3 separate regions of the Sus scrofa genome follow, and all the other regions are linked to region 2. The links are chromatin contacts, called in public HiChIP or PLAC-seq maps. All regions are on one chromosome and are shown on one strand. The core of a region is the stretch at or near the end of the contact, and the rest is flanking DNA. Distances in the headings are between cores, read along the strand shown. Region 1 overlaps JADE2 (protein Jade-2). Region 2 overlaps CDKL3 (cyclin-dependent kinase-like 3). Region 3 has its middle 28 kb from the start of SAR1B.

What was found. HiChIP or PLAC-seq counts read pairs in DNA pulled down with a chosen protein or histone mark.
Region 1: a contact with region 2 is called in an H3K27ac HiChIP or PLAC-seq map of alveolar macrophages. The contact joins two enhancer-like sites. A contact is called at or near these places in 4 of 47 Hi-C or Micro-C datasets (liver, omental adipose tissue, retroperitoneal adipose tissue and 1 more) and 2 of 2 datasets of contacts at active chromatin or transcription factors (alveolar macrophages and skeletal muscle).
Region 3: an H3K27ac HiChIP or PLAC-seq map of alveolar macrophages shows a contact between it and region 2. The contact joins two enhancer-like sites. A contact is called at or near these places in 2 of 5 promoter capture datasets (fetal skeletal muscle and liver), 12 of 47 Hi-C or Micro-C datasets (alveolar macrophages, embryonic fibroblasts, fetal skeletal muscle and 8 more) and 2 of 2 datasets of contacts at active chromatin or transcription factors (alveolar macrophages and skeletal muscle).

What each region holds. Positions count from the first base shown.
Region 1 is chr2:136,803,618-136,807,875 of Sscrofa11.1, reverse strand. It overlaps JADE2 (protein Jade-2), which reads right to left. Exons shown (of 19, transcript XM_021084773.1): 11 at 3,851-4,008. Among named protein-coding and RNA genes, the nearest start is that of SAR1B, 69 kb to the left of the region's middle. Within about 2 kb of position 1,840, at least 16 of the 83 cell types and tissues checked have an H3K27ac peak or open chromatin away from gene starts, as enhancers often do. A contact at or near this core is called in alveolar macrophages, where this site is marked.
Region 2 is chr2:136,591,927-136,596,231 of Sscrofa11.1, reverse strand. It overlaps CDKL3 (cyclin-dependent kinase-like 3), which reads left to right. Exons shown (of 13, transcript XM_021084762.1): 10 at 1,067-1,160; 11 at 4,120-4,282. Among named protein-coding and RNA genes, the nearest start is that of CDKL3, 54 kb to the left of the region's middle. Within about 2 kb of position 1,856, at least 3 of the 83 cell types and tissues checked have an H3K27ac peak or open chromatin away from gene starts, as enhancers often do. A contact at or near this core is called in alveolar macrophages, where this site is marked.
Region 3 is chr2:136,844,018-136,848,231 of Sscrofa11.1, reverse strand. It overlaps a transcript of SEC24A not described here. Among named protein-coding and RNA genes, the nearest start is that of SAR1B, 28 kb to the left of the region's middle. Within about 2 kb of position 2,386, at least 10 of the 83 cell types and tissues checked have an H3K27ac peak or open chromatin away from gene starts, as enhancers often do. A contact at or near this core is called in alveolar macrophages, where this site is marked.

The sequences.
Region 1 (4,258 bases), core at 591-3,090, 210 kb before region 2:
TTGCTGTGGCGCCGGGCCTCCGTCTGGCCAGCCCTGCCAGGGCTGGGAGGCCCCTCACTTGCCCGAGAGGCCTCCTGGGGTCGGAGGCAGCGCTGCCAGGGGCTGTGACTCAGCGCAGATGGGCAGGGGAGGGCAGGGCTCTGGATGCAGAAACGGTACAGCTGTGGGGAAGGCTCCTGGGCTCCCGGAAGTGCCCCGGGTGTCACCGAGGGGGGCAGGAAGGATGAGGGAGACAGGGAGGCAGAATGGCCCCCAGGTCAGGAGAGAGGCCCAGAGGAGGGGGAGGGAGGCAAGGAGAAAGGGCGAGGGCTTGGCACCACCTTTTCCCACACAAGATGCCCAGATGGAGGGGTCTTGACACTGACAGTGATGTGACGCCCCCACCCCGCCCGCATCATTCCAGGTGGAAGCAGTACCAGCACTCTGAGTTCTGCCTTTCCCATGAGGCTCGTATTTGTCTCGTTTTTCTTTTTTTTGGCCACACCTGCAACATGCAGAAGTTCCCAAGCCCAAGGGACTGAACCTTGCAGAACAGCAGCAACCCGAGCCACAGCAGTGACATGCTGGATCCTTAACTGCTAGGTCATCAGGGAACTCCACGAGGCTCTTATCTGAATTAAGGCATTTTTTTTTGTTTTGTTTTGTCTTTTTAGGGCCGCACCAGGGGAACATGACGTTCCCAGGCGAGGGGTCGAATCGGAGCTACAGCTGCCAGCCTACGCCACAGCTGCAGCAACCCCAGTTCTGAACAGCGTCTGTGACCTATACCACAGCTCATGGCAACGCTGGATCCCCAACCCAGTGAGTGAGGCCAGGGATCAAACCCACGTTCTCATGGATTCTAGTCAGATTCATTTCCGCTGCACCACAACGGGAACTCCTTGAATGAATGCATTCTTTCAAATGTAATTTTGCCACCACCCTGCTTTTCTGTGCCCCCAGCTTAGCTGGGGTTTTAGACAACCTTGTCTGAACGGCCACCATTTATTGGCATAACTACCACACTTGTGTGCTCAGTCAGCTGCCACCTGACCAGACCTCTTGGGACCAAGAGAGCATTCCTTTCTCTGGGAAGCTGGGGTTACAGGGCTCACAACAGAAAAGGCATTTCCTGTGCTTCCTGGGGCTCTCCTCCTCCTCTGTTTAGCCTCTTCTGGCTCTGACTATGCAGGAAACGTTCCTACCAAGGGTGGCCTGGGAGGCCAAGGCCTTGTCTCAGCTGCAGCTGGTAGGAATGAGGTCAGCTGGGGGGAGGGGGGCTCTGGAGGAGAAGGGGGGCTTTGGAAGAGGAGGAGGGGGGCTCTGGAGGAGGAGGTGGACTCTGGAGGAGCAGGTGGGCTCTGGAGGAGCAGGGGGTGCTCTGGAGGAGGAGGAGGGGAGCTCTGGAAAATGGGGATGGGGGCTCTGGAGGAGGAAGAAGGGGCTCTGGAGGAGGAGGTGGACTCTGGAGGAGGGGAGGGCTCGCTACTGCAGAGAACCACACAGACGCCACAGGCGGTTTTGCCCTGGGCAGTCTTCTGGCCGCAGTCAGGGAGCTCTGGAGGTAGCCCCTCAGTTCCCGATCTGCAGGTGAGAGGTTATCATTCTCCAGGGAAGTTTCAGACCATGAGGTGGGCAGATCTGCTCGAGGGCTGGGGCAGGGGTGCGGTGGGGACGGGGGACGGACGCACTGGGCACGAGAGGGGGATGGGGGGGCAGCTGGGGGAGGGCAGTCAGAGTCAGCATGCCAAGGTGATCAGCGCACAAGACTCTCTTCAGGCCACCGAGGGGCACCCCAGGGCCTGTTCCTGTGGCCTGTGACTTCCTGGCCCAGCCCACAAGGCCCTGGCGGTCATGCAGGGAATTCCCCAGAATTTCCCAACTTCCTCATCTGTTAAATGGGGACAGTAAGATGCCCTTCCGAGGCCTGATATGGTAATTAAATGTGAAGATGAGTCTGGCAGGCTCAGCACAGCCAGTTCTCAGGAACAGAGTTCCTATAACAGCTCTAACCATGGTGGCTGCCGTGCTGGCTTCCAGATGAGGGCTGTGCAGTGGCAGGTGTCCTGGGCGATGTGGGGACCAGGCTGGAGGGAGACAGGGGAAGAAGGGGCCCTGAGATCTCCACCAGAGCATCCCTCCCTGCCCTCCCCCTCAGCCTATCCCCTCCAAAGACCATGGACAGGCCAGGAGTGCCTGGCTCTTCTCAGCCTACAGCAGCCATGTGCACATGGCTGGAGCCAGAGCTGTCAGAACAGATGCAACACTGGCTGCCACTGGTGTTGAGGCATCTGCAGTTGATCACCCAGGCCGGCCAATGTCTCTGGGATCTCCCAGCCTTCAAGGAGAGAAGGGCCTGATCCGCACGCATGTCTCTCTGCCCAGCTAGTGACCCGCCCCTCTGCCTCGTTGTCCTGGGCCCTGGGCATGAGAATTCTCATTTATCCCTCAGCACCACAGCCTTGGACTGTGTACTGTTATCAGCCCCGTTTTGCAGAGGAGGGAACGGGCTCAGAGAGGCCGGTAACAGCCCCTCAGTTTACAGAGGTGAGAGTGAGAAACCCGCCAAGAGTCTGACCCCCCCCTTTTTGGTCCTGGGCAGGAGAGGCAGAGAATAAATTCTTCTTCCAAATCTTGCACATACTCTCACCCAGGGAGGTGCTTCCCTGATTCTAGAAGGGTGGAAGACAAGAGCTGGTGGGCACTCTGCCCCCAGGCACCAGGAGGACGAGCACTGCCCAATACCCAGTCCTCACCGAGCGCCGAGTAGGGCTTAGCGTCTGCTTCGCCTCTGTACTCCCATGCCCAGCACAGGCCTGGCACCAGGCAGGCACTGGGCGTCTGTGAGCCAGTCATCAGTGTGGCTGCCAGGAAGCAAAGTGCCAATGTCAAGGGAGGTGACGGCCGAGATCTTCGCCCAAGGCCTGGTCAAAATGGGCCTAAGCGAGAGCCATGGGGCTGCCAAGGCTGGGAATAAACTGCCAGTAACACGAGCTGCCCGGCCCAGGCGGGCCAGTGGGCAGGGGAGGCTGGGACAGCAGGCCCCTCTGTCCCGAGACATGACCTGGAGCATCTCCCAGGGTGCGGAAAGAAGCACTTGGCTAAGCTCTGCCAACGGAGGCAAGGCCCGTGGCCAGGAGGCCACCTCCCGACAGGAGCACCAGGGGTGTCTCTGACCTACAAGACCGGAAGGCTACAAAGCCCGGAGAGGACTCACTGGTGCCCCAGCCCTGACCCAGCCTGGCAGGGGGCCTCCTCAGAGGCTGGTCTTAGCAACCGCTTCCTGAGCATCTGATGTGTGTGCCAGGCACTTGACTTCCTCCTGCTAAGAACTCCTTAAAAGGTTTAACAAGTCCAGAGCATGGCTTATCTCCGTCTTAAGGACTAGTTAAAAGCCTGGAGACTTCCCTGATACGATCCTCCGGTGGGACCTAGTTTGGATCGACAGCAAGCTAAGTCCACGTCCATTTTCACTGAGCGCTGGCGTGTGCCAGGTCCTACGCCCAGGGCCTTCCCTGCGTCGTCTCCCTATGTCATCTTGACCACTGCATGGCGCCAGGTTTCTGTTATCACTCCCATTTCACAGACAAGGAAACTGAGGCCCAGGGAGACTACATTTCTAGCCCAACGTCCCATTGAATGTGAGCAGCCCTTTGAATCCAGGCTGTCTGGCTCCAGAGCTGAGCGTGAGCCCAAGCCCTTAGCCTCCGAGGTACACCACCAGCTTTTTAGGACCAAAGAAACAAAAACAAAAGCCTGAGGATATCCTAGAAAGTAAAGGCAATCTCAGGACTGGTAGGGTCCTTGACTGGCCCTAGCCTCCCCCTTCCTCCCCTGCCTGCGGTCCCCCGGCCTGGACCGCCCAGCTCACCTGACCACAGGCTCCGGAATGGCCTCTGCCCCAGCGGGCACCTGCACGCCTTTCTCCCATTCCTGTCGCCACGGGTCTGCCAGGATGTAGTAGTCATCCGGGCTGAGCTGGTAGGAGTCTGGGATCTTCATGGCTGTGATCAGGTCTGTCCGGAAAACCTGTCAGGAGCACGGGAGGGAGAGAACGGCCTCAGCGCGCCTCACGGTGGGCTGCTCCGCAGGCCAGCACGCGAGAAGGCGAAGGCAACTCCAGGGGGCCTCCTGCCCCCTCACTCAAAGATACGACCACACGAAAGCAGGAAGGATAATAACGCAGCTTCTCTGAACCCAGCACAGGGCTTCGTATACAGAAGATCTTCAATCAATGTGCCGGGGGTTCCTGCTGTGGCTCAGCACGTTAAGACCCTGA
Region 2 (4,305 bases), core at 607-3,106:
ACAGTGTTCTTATATAATGGATTTCAAAGAATCAAGTTTGTAGTGTCTGTATATAAACTGAATTTGAAGGTATACTGAAATTGTAATCATACAATGGGCCATTACTAAGTGTGTGTTATGAATGCTATAGAAGAAATTAACTTTGTTTGGCTATGTGCTTAGTGTTTCACTAATGCTGTTTGGAAAAACGTGATTTAAAAAAAGACCCTCAGAAAAATCACTTCCCATTTGAAGAGAAAAATGTAATATTACCTCAGTTTTGGTGCTGATGTGCCATCATGTAACAAAGTAAGCTTTATTTTTATATCAATAGCAAATAGCCTAAATGGAGAAAGGATAATTGAAAATAATCTTGTATAGTCAAAGAGCTTTTCAAGGTCAAATATTTGGGAAGAAAACAAACATATTGGACAAATTTTAGATTTAGATTGAGTGACTGGTCCCATTTATCTGATTGATTAATCAAAGGTATTGTGATGGATAGCTTGGGTCTGTCTAGCAAGGCATCAGGGTTAGTTCTAAATTTAAGGAAACTATGACTCTCCATGGGGAAGGAGGTTAGGTTTGATATCCTAAGCCAGTCCTAGCAGACTGGTGTGGGTTATAAGCTGTGAAGCTTAGTGGTCTCTCGAGGTGGCAAGGGGACATGTCTGTCTCAGTCCAAAGGTGCAACAGGCTATAGACAGCAAGTGGACAGTCTTTCTGGACTGAACCAAACCATGATCACAGTAACCACAGTTATAAACTAGCCTTGGTCAGAGAGCTCAGAAATTCATGAACCGTAGTGAAGAAATCCAGGTTCAGAACAGACAGAAGGGACCAAGCAGGCCAGCTGGAGTAACCCTCCAACATGGTTGTCACCGCAGATGTTAGCCATGAATGAGTGTGCTCTGCTCTGTTTTCACCTCTTTAACTTAGAGCCATTAGTGCTGAAAGACTGACCATTGCATTTCGGCGCTCATTGCTCCAACAGTAGACTATTGTGGAATAACTTACCATTATTGAAGCTAAAGCAGAAGCACTTCCGGGGAGTTCTAATAACTTCTTATTTGTTTTTGAATAATAGGTTAAGTGAAAGAGCAAAAAAGAGGCGTACTTCTTCACAATTTGTTGGACAAGTTATGTCTAATAGCAAGCATGAGAATACAGGTCCCTCTCAAGTAAGGCAAGAAGCTTATCATTAAAATATACTCTCAACATTATCCCCGACCCCACCCTCACTTCTTGTCCTTTTCTCTATCTATGGGGCTCTAACTTTTTAAAAATCTTTTGTTTCCTAACATTTTAAAATTTTTTCCTTTTTTTTTTTTTTTTTTTTTTTTTTTTTTTTGTCTTTTTGCCATTTCTTGGGCCGCTCTCGAGGCATATGGAGGTTCCCAGGCTAGGGGTCCAATCGGAACTGTAGCTGCCAGCCTACGCCAGAGCCACAACAATGCAGGATCCGAGCCGCGTCTGCAACCCACACCACAGCTCACGGCAACGCCGGATCGTCAACCCACTAAGCAAGGGCAGGGACCGAAGCCCCAACCTCATGGTTCCTAGTCGGATTCGTTAACCACTGCGCCACGACGGGAACTCCTAAAAAATTTTGCTATTAGTTTATTTTCCCTCTGAGGTAAAAAAAATACGTCAGCATTTCCTTAGTGATTTTTTTAAAGTATCTATTCCTTAGTGATTTCATAATTTTAATTAGTTTCTTATAACTTGCTTTGAATCTTTAATGTGTGATTTTGGGGGAAAAAGTTAAGGTTTTACCTTTAAAAGTCACAGGACTTTTGGAGTTCTCTTGTGGTACAGCAGGTTAAGGATCCAACATAGTCACTGCAGCAGCTTGGGTCACTGCTGTGACGCAGCTCCGGGATCTTCCACATGCTGTGGGTGTGGCCAAAAAAAAAAAAAAAGAGTCACAAGACTTTCTGGTTTTTTACTTCCCAAAAATGATTTTAATATCTTTATACATTAAAGAAATTGCCACTGAATCTTTGTTATACAGCAGAAATTATTACATTGTGAATCTATGCTTTCAATAACTTACCCCCCCCAAAAAAAAAGCAGTTGCCAAATAGATACCTCTTACTTCTCACTAGATAAAATAATCAATGTAGTGACTTCTCTGCCAGGATCCAGCATTGTCACTGCTATGGCTTGGGCTGCAGCCGTGATATGAGCATGATCCCTGGCCCAGGCACTTCCATATGCTGCAGGTGTGGCCAAAAAAAAAAGGAAAAAATAATCGATGTAGTCCATTTCCTTTTTTTTCACATAGGAAAATAGGTTAATTAAAAATCGAAACAGTGTTGGAGTTCCCATCGTGGCACAGCGGAAACGAATCCAACCAGGAACCATGAGGTTGTGGGTTCGATCCCTGGCCTCGCTCAGTGGGTTAAGGATCCAGCATTGCTATGGGCTGTGGTGTAGGTTGAAGATGCGGCTCAGATGCCGCATTGCTGTGGCTGTGGCTGTGGCGTAGGCCGGCAGCTATAGCTCTGATGAGACTCCCTAGCCTGGGAACCTCCACGTGCCGCTAGTGCAGCCCTAAAAAGAAAAAAAAAAAAAAAAATGAAAGTGTTATTTGCAATAATAAAGTCTTGAAAACAACACAAATCCATCCAAGAGCAAGTGACGGGTTATCTCCGTTAAGAATATATCCACACAGTGGGTACTACACATTGGGTTGTGAAAGTGTTCATTAACCTAGGAAAGTTTCTGTCACCTCTGGTTAAATGAGCAAAAACAGGTAACACAAAAGTTTTTCCAGAATGCTGGGCTCACAAGTAATTTTTCCCTTTGGGTTTTCCTAGTGTCCAGAGCACGTCGTTTTTGTTTTTTGTTTTTTTCTTTTTTTGACTGCACCTGCGGCATATGGAAATTCCCCGGGCCAGGGGTCAAATGGCAGCTGCAGCTCCAGGCCTACACCATAGCCACAGCAGCACCACATCTGAGCCACATCTGAGACCTACACTGTGGCTTGTGGCAATGCCTTAACTCACTGAGTGAGGCCAGAGATCGACCCCTCATCCTCTTGTCAGCTATGTCAGGTTCTTAACCTGCTGAGCCCCATTGGGAACTCCTCAGAGCATATCATTTTGTAGATAGAAACATAAGTTATTCATAAAATGAACTGAAGCCATTTGTCCAAAGTCAGAATGAATAGGATCAAAAATTAAAAAGCTGAAGGGCATTCCCTGATGGTTTAGTGATTAGAATTTAGCACTTTCACCACTGCAGCCTGGGTTCAATCCCTGGTCTGTTAACTGAGATCCCACATGAAGTGACTGCATGCCATGGCGAAAAATAAATAAATACATAAAAGTTGAGATTGTGGTTCTCATGATCAAGACTATTCTGGAAGAGGGGTGGTTTCCTGTTATGGCTCAGTGGGTTAAGAACCTGATGTCTCTTCGAGGATGCAGTTTCAATCCCTGACCTCGTTCAGTGAATTAAGGATCCAGCATTGCCACAGGCTCAGGGGTAGGTTGCAGATTTGGCTTGGATCCAATGTTGCCGTGGCTGTGGCATAGGCCACAGCTGCAGCTCTCATTTGGCCCCTAGCCCTAGCTCAGGAACTTCCATATGCTATAGGTGCAGTAAAGAAAAAAAAGGACTCTTCTCAGAATATCCAATATGCTAAAAAAAGTTTACAAAATTTTTATTGCCATTTGATCTATTTATATATTTGATGGTATTCTCTTATAAATTTTTTTTTTTTTGTCTTTGTGCCTTTTCTAGGGCCGATTCCTGCGGCATATGGAGGTTCCCAGGCTAGGGGTTGAATCGGAGCTGTAGCCACCAGCCTACGCCAGAGCCACAGCAACACTGGATCCGAGCCACATCTACAACCTACACCACAGCTCATGGCAATGCTGGGTCCTTCACCCACTGAGCGAGGCCAGGGATTGAACCCGAAACCCCATGGTTCCTAGTAGGATTTGTTAACCACTGCACCACGACGAGAACTCTACTCTTATACTTCTTAATTATTAAAATAATCCTGCAAAGATTGTCATTTTTATGCCTATTTTATACCATCCAAATGGCTAGCAATTCTAGACTTGTCATTCAATAAGTAGTTACACATCTTTCTTCAAATTAACTCTTGTTTATTTGGTTTTTTTTTAGAGCCAAATGGAGAAGAGTGCATTTAATGATCGAACAGGTCCAAGTGACCAAATGGCAAATGGAAACAAAAGGAAGCTGAATTTTTCCAGATTTGAAAGGAAAGAATTCCATTTTCCAGAATTGCCTTTCATAATACCGTCAAAGGAGATGAAAGGAATGGAAGGTACACATTTATTGCATAGCTTT
Region 3 (4,214 bases), core at 1,137-3,636, 250 kb before region 2:
ACCCTGCAGCTCCTTTGCGTTCTTGGGCATGTTTTATTTCTTGGTGGAAAGAAAACGAACTCCATTTCATTTTCTTTTTCTTAGTTACTCCCAGCTAGCTCTTACTTGATAGCACACAGGCTTTTGCTTTCAGGTACAGTGCTTGCCAAGTGATAATGTCTGCAAGCCTCACTGACAGACCTTTCTTTTCTTTTCTTTGTGGCCGCACCTGCGGAATGAGGAAGTTCCCAGGCCAGGGATCGAACCTCTACCAGAGCAGTGACAATGCCAGATCTTCAACCCACTGAGCCACCAGGGAATCCCAATAATTAATACTCCCTTAGTTTTTTTATTTGGCTGCACCTGTGGCATGACAGACTTTCTAATAAGCTTTTAGTGCGCTTTTTTTTGTTGTTTATTTGTTTGCTTTTAGGGCCTCATCCACAGCATATGGAAGTTCTCAGGCTAGGGGTCCGATCAGAGCTACAGCTGCCGGCCTACACCATAGCCACACAGGATCTGAGCTGCATCTGCGACTTATAGCATAGCTCACAGCAATGCTGGATCCTTAACCCACTGAGCGAGGGCAGGGATCGAACCTGCAACCTCATGGTTCCTGGTCAGATTGGTTTCCACTGTGCCACGATGGGAACTCCTCTTTTAGTTCGCTTTTTAAAGCATTTTAACTTCCTAAGAAATTGAGTTCTTTTTTCCATATGCCTGAGATTCCCACAATTAGCTGACAGACAAGTGCCAAATATTTAAAGACTCTCAAGTTTAATTCCTCTCTTGGTTATAAACCAAGACTTTACAGTATATTTAACCAATTCCACTGAGAACAGATTGCTCCAATTCCATCAAGAATAATTTTAATATCAAAATTAGTGATTTCTCTAGCTTTTGTCCAAATCAGAGTTACTGTAGTCCTTTCTGTCATCATCAAATAAGGATTGAAAGATATGCCTGCAAGGAATGACCAGGTAGCTCGATCATGTCACCATGACATCTGGTTTCAGGAATTTGCTATTCTGTTTCATTTCCGCTTCCTTCTAAGTGATAATACAAATCTCCCACCCCACCTAGAAACATCAGCAGCACCGTGGGAAAAGGAGGAAGTGACAGCTCAGCCTCTTGTTCTCTTCTGCCACATCAACTCCAAGTACTCATATCTAGTGTCCCGACTAAACAGAATTTAGCCTTATGAAAAGTAACTGCCTCTTGTTGAGGGGATCTTTTTTCAGTGTTTATAAGGACATGCCTTTCTTCAAGTAGTCCCCTATCTATGATGATACTTGGGAAGTTAATTATGTGTTTCATAAACTGGTGTAAAGGGAAAAGCTTACTGGTTTCGCTAGAGGGGCTCTGCTTTCTGGTACAAACTAGCCTGCTCCAGAGCACTCGAGCCGGGTCTGTCACTGGGATCAAAGGAACAAAGTCCCTTTGTGGACCACGGCTGAGCTGTGGAGATTTCCCGCAAGATGGAAGAGTCTTAGGGCTTGAACTTCTGGAAACGAAGCTGCACTTTCCTGCCAGTTTGGGGAGCTGGGCCTGAGAGGAACGGCGCCATGGGGCTCACCCTCCAGCTCTGAGAGCTGCTCAGGGCACCTCCGCGGAGCCACTGCTTCCTGCGGGAGGAGCGAGTGACGAGAACACTAAGAAGCAGTAAAAGCACACCGGGAAAACAGATCCTTCCTCGGGTGCCTGTGCAAGGGGGTGCATTTGTGGAGTATTTGGGGGACAAGGGGAAGTGTTGGGGACAGAGGTTAGTTTTGTGCCTCCCACAGTCAGGTGTGAAAATGTAATTCACACGGTTGTGTACAAGACCGGATTCCATGCTGGAGTTCCCGCTGTGGTGCAGTGGGTTCAGGGTCCGGTGTTGACGCAGTTGTGTTGTAGGTCACAGCTGTGGCTCAGGTTGGCTCCCTGGCCTGGGAACTTCCATATGCCACAGGTGCAGACCAAAAAGGAGAGAGAGGAAGAAAAAAGACTGAATTCCATGTAAATCAGGAAATGTTCGAGATACATTTGAAACTCTTAAATCCAACACTCTAAAAACAGAAGGCCTCAGCTGGCTTTTCTAGTATTAAAGTGATTCTTAACCCCACACCTGTTTCAAGGACTGCTGCTGAGGATATACTTTTGAGTAACTGGTTAAACGGATGGATGCCAGTTTATCGTGGTGAGTTTTTAGAATGTTTAAAAATTGGGGCACAGATATTTCCCAAAACATGAAAAAAATAGTTTTCACCACTGGCTTACTTGACCCAGGATCTCTGAGTGCCAAAGCAGGATGGATTCAGCTACTGCCACAGAGACCTAAACGTCCGTCTCACGGGCCTTTGTACATCCACAGCTTACAGGGGTTTCCAGCCTATCTGCAGCTCGCTGTTCTTCCCCTTTTTCCAGCCTATCTGCAGCTCGCTGTTCTTCCCCTTTGTTTTCAACTGGCTCATACCGTGCTTTTCGGCACAGACACTACTTGTAAATCCTTAAAATAAGGTAACAGCTGTAATAATAGTGCTTCTTGCCTTCCGCGCAATGACTTGATTAACCACATTCAAAACCCAGAGTTTTCGCAAGTTCTGTCGTTAGGACCAGCACACGTCTAGCTGACACGATGTAAGGGTTTCAGGAGACAGGTTGTACATTTCTTGAAACTGTATTTGGCCTGCGACTCAATGTGGCATTTCAGTCTTAGTCACTCACATGACTGAAGTCTGTAAGGCCTCTAGTGCCAAGTAAATTTTGACCAGAGTACATGGAAGTCTCTCAAAACATCTTAGGTTGCTGATTTTATTTAGAGTATATTGTTTGGATCATTTTCAACATATATAAAAGTTGGTGACACTTCAAAAAAATCTCCAAGAAAGCATGAAAAACTAGAAATTAGCAAATATAAATTTCTTTTTTTTTTTTTTTTGAGAAGAAAAACATAAGGAAAATCCAAATGGGTATAAAGGTTTCAAACAAAATAGAATTGGATATTTTTTAAAATATAGAATTAACTCTACCTTTTTGGCAAATATAAATTTCTTGATGCAAAATTAGTAGGGAATTAAAGGTTTTCTGTAAACCATTATTTTATTTATTTATGTATGTTTTGGCTCTAACTATCTAAGAGTTGGGAAAACAGCACACCTTCAATTAAGGACTAAATGCTCCAAGCTACATATTGATGTTTCCGGTCATTTCCATCTCTGTCCTTTTGAAATGTTAATTAGTGCTTTTTAACCAAAAGAACCAAGAGGGAAAGAAAGGACGGAGCTCTGGGACCTTAGTGAGTGGGATTTTGCTAAAACCCTGTTTCTAACTCCTGACCCTCCCACCATCCCCCCCACTCACCCTGGGCCACACCGGGATAAAAAGAGCCCTGAGTATAAAGGGAATCCACAGTCTACTGAGGATGCAGTTCTGCATCAACTAATTTCTGCCCTCATCATTTAGACTATTAAGTAACTAATATATTTAATACCACTGATGGCTTGTTCTGGGCTTGGACCACACTTTGAAAGAGAAGCCAAAGTAATCACAGTAAAACAAGTGAGTTCATCCAAAGCCACCTTTGTTTCAGGAGTGTCACCACCCCAAAGAGTTTTTAGGGCAGAAATGAGGAAGGCATCTGAGTGATTTCACCGCAGGCTTACTGTCCTTGGAAGGGCTGCACTGCCCTGGACGACTTCTTCTTTGAAGGAAGGGGGGGATTAGGTTTCATTTCAATTTTAAGTAGTCGGGGGTAAAGGGATGCGGCAGGTCTACACCTTCTGACGTACAGGTTGTCCTTGAAACTGTTTTCGTGGTCCAGGATAAAGACTGACCTCAGAACGTCCAGCTTCCTGTGGGCTCCGGACGCCCTGATGCTCTTCCTCACCCGCCTCCTGACCGGCTGCCCTGCCGAGGCAAGAGCGCTCCGGGGGGATGAGTGTGGTCAGGCTGCTTTCACGGTGACCCAGTGTGTCCAGGGTGAGGCCTTCAGTATTGGGCTGAATGCAGAGTATATTCAAGCGGTAAGTTGGTGACAAGTTCTTCATCACTAACCTTGTTTGCACTTTTGTACACCACTGCTTGCACTAGCACCTTCGTGTGACTTGTAACAATTGTTTTACGGCGTATACAGATTGTTCTGCGTTAATTTATATGAAGATGTTTCTGTTTACCTCTCTGTATTATACAAAGAACAGCTATAATAGATGGTTAAATGTTCTTGAATTGTGTCTGTATGTTACTTTCTGTTCTAT